Regions from separate parts of the Hordeum vulgare genome. Here region 1 is linked to region 2. The links are chromatin contacts, called in public Hi-C maps. All regions are on one chromosome and are shown on one strand. The core of a region is the stretch at or near the end of the contact, and the rest is flanking DNA. Distances in the headings are between cores, read along the strand shown. Region 1 has its middle 43 kb from the start of LOC123430693. Region 2 has its middle 80 kb from the start of LOC123427571.

Evidence for each region. A called contact is a pair of places that touch in the nucleus more often than the background predicts.
Region 1: a Hi-C map of leaf shows a contact between it and region 2, with 2.0 times the contacts expected there. The contact joins two enhancer-like sites. A contact is called at or near these places in 3 of 6 Hi-C or Micro-C datasets (all in leaf).

The regions. Positions count from the first base shown.
Region 1 is chr2H:596,585,446-596,589,783 of MorexV3_pseudomolecules_assembly, forward strand. No RefSeq gene overlaps it. Among protein-coding and RNA genes, the nearest start is that of LOC123430693, 43 kb to the right of the region's middle. Within about 2 kb of position 1,571, at least 3 of the 3 cell types and tissues checked have open chromatin away from gene starts, as enhancers often do. A contact at or near this core is called in leaf, where this site is marked.
Region 2 is chr2H:596,531,778-596,535,525 of MorexV3_pseudomolecules_assembly, forward strand. No RefSeq gene overlaps it. Among protein-coding and RNA genes, the nearest start is that of LOC123427571, 80 kb to the left of the region's middle. Within about 2 kb of position 1,309, at least 3 of the 3 cell types and tissues checked have open chromatin away from gene starts, as enhancers often do. A contact at or near this core is called in leaf, where this site is marked.

The sequences.
Region 1 (4,338 bases), core at 321-2,820, 54 kb after region 2:
TTGGCGTTGCCAGCCAGGCTGGAAACACCATGAGGATTGGCGTTGCCAGCCGGGTTGCTTTTTCCCTCGAGTAGCCCCCGGATGCTGTTGCATGCATGCAGTGTCATACTGTACCTTTTCTGCATGGGATGGGCGACGGGTTGCTTTTGCCCTCGAGTGGCTTGGCCATTAGCGAGTGTAGGATAACCCACCAACGTTTTGGCTTGCTCGACGACACCGGGTCAAGTCTGGCTGGCAACGCCAATCCCCATGGCGTTTCCAGCCTGGCTGGCAACGTCAAACCCCATGGCGTTTTTAGACTGGTCTGCAACGTAAGCTCGTTCAGCGTTTGAATGTAGAGCAGAAACGTCTAATTGGACAAGCGTTTCTATGTGCAGCAGCAACGTCACGGATTGTGGCGTTTCTAAAAGGATCAGATCGTGAAATACTTTCAGATCGAGTTTAGTCTGTGCTAAAGATTGTTGAAAGGGTCAAAACAGTGTAAAAGTCCGAACTATTTCCACAGTAGCAACAATAATAGTACGTGTACTATGCGGAGTTGTCCATTATCCAAAGGAACACCCTCGAGAGAAAAAGGAAAACTCGGACTTTTGATTTCTGTATCTAGTTGACTAAGCGAGTAAAGTTAGAGGGCTAGATTCCAAAGTTCAAAAGAGCAGCACCCCCTGTTTCCGGAGGACGCCGCAGCAGTGCAACGCCATGCTTTTTCCAAAACGTGGGCCGGGCGGGAAGACATGCACTCTCGTGCACGTAATGAAGCGTGGACTGTGGTGCGGCCCGCACCCTCCCCACCCCTTCTGACCCGTCGCAGGTGCCGCAACCACCTCGACCGTCCCCAGAACAAAGGGCGTGAACTGTTCTTGCCCAAAGTCGAAAGTCACTCCGGCGTGTCCCTTACTATAGCTGAGTAGCCTCACGATCCCTACCCTAGTTACCACCAACGTTGTCACGAGCTGACCTCGCGACAGTGCCGCTGCATACATGCATGGCACCGGTAACAACCGGCTGGCGGCCGGTCACACGCGACCAGTTACCGCACGCGACATGTCCTGTGGCACGGAATCGCCATTACCCGGTTGTTGCCCGCGCGCACCGCCTGTGCGCGGCCACGCCCCCGCGCGCGCGAGCTAGAGCTGTCCATCGCACCGCACGCGGTAGACAGAGCGCCGGGTCGTGGCATGCCTTGGTTCCACGTACCCGTCTCCCCGTTCCTCCATCTCGCGCACGCAACCGCGACGAGGAGCGACAGCGGAAGCAAAACACGCTCGATTCCGGGGAATACCGCGCGATGGCCCCGGGGGACCGGGAGGGCGCACCGGCTCTTGATCGCCGCGGCGCTATGTGTCCGACCACATCCTAATAAACATACTCCGTTTATGTCAATTATTTGCGGGGCGGGCTAGGCCATGGTTAAAACGTGTGAAAGGGAAATAGCGGCCGCGTCCGCGTGTGCATGCACGTTGGCGTCGAAGGCTTGGGGAGCGTTCTTGCTGGCGGTGGCGTGGGGCATACCTCGGCCGGTCCGGCCGGCAAGTTACTTATGGGCGGCCAGCACTGCCGCTCGCGCGGTGCCGGCAAGGCCACATGCTGGCTGGACGCGCGCATGCACGCCCACTCCCCCGCTTCGTGCCAAGGCTTACAGGTGGAAGTACTACTACTTCAGTAGGGCAAGGAACAGGGACCGAACTACGCCGCGCACGGCGTGCATGGTTTTCGCGTGACGGGACCGGATGCATCGAACTGTCGCGGGGTCGTATGACCTGCCAGTTCCAACGCGGGCAACTAATCAACGCTTCGGGTTCAACAGGAATTTTACTGTACTACTCCATTCATTACATAATATAAAAACGTTTTTTGCAGGAAATATAAGAACGGTTTTTATACTATATTATGGGACAGGGGAAGTACCTTTCAAAGAAAGAAAAAACTGTACTAGTAGTTGCGTTTTTTACTTCTTTTTTTAAAATTGTTGTGTTTGTAGTATCGTTTTCTTTTTTGAGTAACTTTTGTTACAAGATTTTTTCAGTACCGGTTGTTTGCGCCAAATGTATCTAGACCCATGTCGGGTTCAACTGGTCTTGGTCTTTAATCTTTAGTCTTAGAATGCATGCAGTTGTGCAAACCAACCCGTGGTTAGATGGTTAGGAGGACTGTGGCGAAGGCGTCAGTGGCGACTTCGTCAATCTCAAGATGATGTGCCGGCTTAGTCTCTCGAAGGTGCTCATAAGGGTAGGGTGTGCGTGTGTGCGTTCATAGGGGTGAGTGTACGCTCGTGTATGTGAGCGACTTCGATTGTACTCTGTTCAAAAAAAAAGAATGCATGCAGTTGTACCGCTGTTCGACAAGAAGAAGAAAAACAGAAACATTCCTCCATGCAGCTTGCCCGCAAAAGGAGCTAATATTCGACGATACTACCACCCAGATACTCTCATGCTATCCATTGGAAAAAATCCAATTTAAATAGAATTCAAAAACTTTCAATAAAATTTATGAATGTTCACAATACATGTGTGTACAAACCCTACAAAATCCATATCCAAACTCAAGATACACGTACATAAATAAATCAGTTTCAGCATGAATAATGGCAATAAAGAAAAAACATGATTAGTGTGAAAAAATAATGTGCTATCTAAAATAGCGCGGCCCTTCTCCAAATGTTATACAAGTTATAGCATGCTATAGCATGCTATATTCAAAATAGCGTATAAAAATGTCAAATATATCCCTGAAATTAAGGATTTCAACATCTATCTTATGTTTTTCAGGAGCTATACATGCATAAGTTGTTAAGATGAACAACAACAACAATAAAACACAGAATGTTTTAAAATGAACTAGATGGAGAAACATAGCAATACAACAGTTCATATGGCCACATACATAAGTACTTGTCCAAAAGTGAACAACAACAACCAACAAGACAACAATAATACAACATAGCAGTTTGGTGATGAACTAGCCAACACGGCAACAAGCCAACAGGTCAACAATACAACATAGCGGCAACATAGGAATCAGTCAGAATGACTCTCATTGGATGAACCAGATGGTGAATGCATGGTATCATCTTTCGATGATGAAGAAGAAGAAGCTCATTTCAGGTCATCTTCACGAAAAACAGGGAGCAATTTCTTCGTTGAAAATTACACTACTCACATAGGGATTTATCCGTTTCTCAATGTGTATACTAAATATGGATCTGATTTTTGTAAGAGTTGTAGACACATGTGTTGAGAACATTCATGATTTTCTAGAATTATTTGATAAATTCTATTGGAATTTGATGAATTGTATCATGCGAGAATCTAAGTGGTGCCATCACCCGATATTCCCCAACAAATTTCAAGGCGGGAGGGAAAATTTGGAGCGTGTGCCACGTGCGTAGTTCCCACAGGACCTATGGGTTCATAGTAGTAGCTAGATCTCTCTCTCTCTCTCTCTCTCTGTGTGTGAGAGAGAGAGAGTGAGAGAGAGAGAGAGAGAGAGAGAGAGAGAGAGAGAGAGATCTTGAATACAGTGATCTCTTCGGAGACCTATTTGATGTCATTTTTGCGGTGCATCTATTGGGATCCAATGAATTATGAGTTTATGAATAGATTATTTATTAAAAGTAATTGCATCTTTTTTGATCTATTGTGTGTAATTCGGTAGCTATGTATGTTTTCTGATCTATAAGTTTTCTTTAGCCAAGTAAACGAGTAGATCTTGCGGCAGTGTGGTGTATAATAGAGGGTTCAATCTTGCAGTGTCCTTACTTTGTGACGGGAAGGGTTGCAAAGCACATTTTGTATTGTTTCCACTAAGGATAAAATGACCGGATCTGAACATATTAATTGATCTTATATTGTCTTCATTATGTCATCTTGCTCCAAGTATTACTTTATTTGTTAAGAACTTAATACCTTGTGATGCATGCTCGTTAGCGGTCAAGGGGTGGAGCAATAGTAGTGGGCGTCAATAAGTTTAATGGACGACTTATCACACACGTAATGCCTATATATGACTTATGTCATGAAGAATCACAATCTTAACTATGCACTTTTCTATCAATTGATCATCAGTAATTTGTCTACCCATCGTATTATGCTCATGCGAGAGATGTCTCTGGTGAACTCTATGACCCCGGGGCCACTTTTTATAATAAATACAAAAAATATAATTTCCTTGTTGTTCATATTTTATTTTTATTTTATTTTATTATCTACCTATCACTATCTAATTTAATCCTTAGAATTGACGGGAACAAGAGGATTGCCAATTCCCTTGCCTTTGTTGGGTGCGAGAATTTGCTTTGTGTGAGTGTGCAAGTATTGTTCATGTTATTTGTATGGTGTC
Region 2 (3,748 bases), core at 59-2,558:
TCTTCTGGAAGGCATCGTCGCGGCTCTCATTGCCCATCGTGTTGCTCGAGGGGAAACTCTCATCCTTAGATCGGTGGTGGCGGCGCTCTGGTGTCGCTTCCTTCCTGAATGCACCGCATTGGAGTAGACGGTACGCCGTATGTATCCCCGTCGTGTTGCCCTTTGGCGCGTGAAGCGTCACCACGCTAGGCCGACCCATGTAGGTTCCTCTCCCTATGTTTTAATCCACAAAAAATGCACGAGTATTCTGTTGCTCGAAGCTATGTCTCGCTTTGGCGCATGAAGCGTACCCACACCAGGCCAGCCCATGTAGGTCCCTCTCCCTATGTGTTGGAGTAGACGGTACGTCGTATACGGCTCCATCTCTTAGTGTTAGGGGTGGTGTTGGTGCGCTCATCGTCTGTGTATCCTGCCTTGGGTATGTGTGTTGTGTTGGCGTATGTTTATACCCGCCTATTGCTGATTGTTGCTTTATATATAAAGCGAGATGAAAGCCTTTTTCTATAAATATATTTTTTATAAATGTATTTTTTTTAAGGAAAATAGAATAATGGTCCGTGGCCTCTCGTCAGCAACGCGATGGGCCAGCAATATGGATGTCGCCTTCAGCGAGACTTCCACGCATCTTGGTGTAGGCGAGACATATCCTCGCGTGGAACCTCCCTCATCGATACACGCTTCTCTAACCACCACGCCACCAAGCAGGTTCCGGTAAATAACAACATTTTTTTGTAGTAGTCTTTCTTTTTGTCTTTTTCTTTTTTCTTTTTCTTTTTTTTTCTTTTTTTCTTTGACCTGGTTCAACATTTTTTTTGCAAATACGTGAACTTCTTATTCAAATTAATGAACTATTTTTTGAAATTCCACAAACTTTTAAAATTTGATGAACTTTTTCTATTTTTTGTAGCCTTTTTAAAAATTCATTTTTTCCAAAATGATGAACTTTACTTCAAATTTGATACAGTAGATGAATATTTTCAAATTCACATTTTTTTATTCAAGTAAAAAAAGACTATGTGATACAGTAGGTCAAACTATGCAATAAATAGTACTGCCTCATTGTTCTTATATGGTTAGAGCTACTATGGGTTACAACACTCGAGTAGGTGTAGTGGTTAGTCGAATTACTCTTGAATGTAATGATCTGAGTTCGAGTCAATAGCTTGAGTATTTATGCTATTTTTCATGCTTTTATATGTCCCTGTGATGCGGGTTCCTGGCCCGGCCCATAACGTAGGGTGTGCGGGTGCCAACTACCTGTTCCAGCGCTTAAGGCACCGAACAGGAGTCCCCCTCGCTTTGTGCAAATGCTGGGATAATTCAATTCGCCACGCTTGGCGGCAAGCTGTCGCAGATTCGCACATGCGAGGGAGCCATCTAGGCCAGCCCATGTAGGTGTGTTTAAGGTTCCCGATTTTGGGAACTTCTCAGCCATTTTTTTTACAGTTTTGTGAAACTTCTAGAAGGTTCCTGAATTGGATTTTTTTTGTTCGGTTTCACTTTTTTTTCTCTGTTTCTTTTTTTCCTATTCTGCTTATTTCCTTTCCTTTTTTCGTTTTTTGGTTATTTTTTATTTCCTTTTTTCTATTCCCTTCATTTCAATTTTTCTTTCTCAAAATTACCTTTCTTTTTGGAAAATGTTTTTAAGGCTACTTTGTTTTTTAAAACTAAGATCATGTTCAAGAACTATTTATAACTTCAAAAAAAAATTGGGATTCTCCGAAAATGTTCGGCATTTCCAAAACAAATTCTCGCTTTCAAAAAATGTGTTCGTTTTACTTTTACTGTTCCATTTGTTGATATTTTCAATTTGTTTTAATTTAATGAAATATTCTCATGTTTAAAAAAAATTATTCACAATTTATATTAAAATGTTTGTGCTAAAAAAATAATCTGGAAATACCAAAAATGTACTGGCTTTAAAAATGTGTTCATATTTAAAAAATGTTTGTGTTTCAAAAATTGTTCTCATATTAAAAAAACTGCAGGGTTTTTAAAATTTTCCGTAATTTGAAAAAAAAGATAGATTAGTAAATTGTTTTTATTTCAAGAAAAAAATATTTATTTCATAAAAATATTTATGTTTCAAAAATGGTTCTCCCTTTCAAAAAAAATAGTGGTTTTCATAAAATGTTTGTGTTTCAAAAGTGTGCAGGAAATAAGTAAAATATCTTTTTTATAATTTTTCAAAATTTAAATTCATGAAAGCATTCTACGAAACACCCAAACAAATTTTAAAGCACGAACATATTTTGAAATGCTGAACAGTTTTTGAAAATTCTGAACATTTCTTGAAGTTATGATTACTTTCTGAGCTTCTTATTCTTTTTTTTTGAAAAAAATGAAATTTTCAAGAACAAGAAAGTGGGGGAGAAGTAATTAAAAATAAATAGGAAATAAAATAAATAACAAAAAAAAATAGAAGCAAATCTGAAAACGCTACAAAAATAATCATTCGGTCTGTGTGAAGCTGCGCCAGCTTGCCGCAACGTGGGGCAAATAGGAGATTCCCAAATGGTCTTTGCGTGTTGCGTGAAATTCCGTTCCCTTACTTCCGCTACAAGCTACTGGGCGAACCCTTTTCATATGTTTTTGTTTTCATTTGTTGTGTCTCATTCGAGTTCCCTGAGTTTCTTCTGTTTTTTTGTGTGTGGATATTTTGTTGTTCTTGTTTTGTTTTGTATTGCTTCATTTCTTTATGTCGTCACCGAATTTTCTTATTTTATTTATTTTCTCGGTTTCTAATTTTTTCCTCGGGTTTATTCTTTTGAACTCTTTTTCTCTGCTTTTTTCTTTTCCTTTTTTTGGTTTTTTTAGTTTTTCTTTGGTTTTTTAGTTTTTTGTAGTTTTCATCAGTTTTCTTCGTTTTTCTTTGGTTTTGGTTTGTTTTTCTTCGTTTGTCATGATTGTCTTAGGGTTTTTCGTTTTCTTCACTTATGAATTGCTTATTTCCTTCGTTCCTTTAATTTTAACCGTCATTCCTCATTTTTTCTTTGGTAGAGGTTTAGATTTTCATACACATTTATAAATTTTACATATATCATCATGAACATTGTTTCTATACATGTTTAACATTATCATTTCATAAAATATATGATTTATGAGTAATTTCAATAGACATTGTGTGTTTTAGCTATATATTAGGATTTTTGATACATGTACAGATTTCTTTATACAAATCAACATTTTGTAAATTTCAGTGTTTATGTCCTATTTTTTATATACATTCTATATTTTTTGTATACATCGAAATGTTTTTATGTACATGCTTAACATTTTCTATAGATGATTACCATTTTTAAAATGCTTGTGCTCGATGCATACTTTTGTCATACACATTCTACATTTAAGGTATACATAAGGAACATTTTCTTATGAAAGTTTTGTTTGTGCTTTATATGATTAATTTGATGGAAAAAAAGCAAAGAAGGTCCATCCCAAGTGACAAAAGGAAAAAACATAGAAACAGTGCACGGCCCACTTGTGACGGGCCAAAGAAATATGGGATGACCCAATTCTGCTGTATTGCGGGTTCAGTAGTAATAAAGTGAAGGATTTTTTTGTAAAATGTATGATGGATAAAGAATACCTATTTTTATTATTAATAGGTATAGATATAGATTTTAAAACATGCTCTTTTCCGTACACAATATACGTGTTTGGATGTCTACTATTTTCCGTACACAATATACTTTCTTATTTACATCAGAAATATTTTTATGGGATATGTTTAATATTTTATGAATAA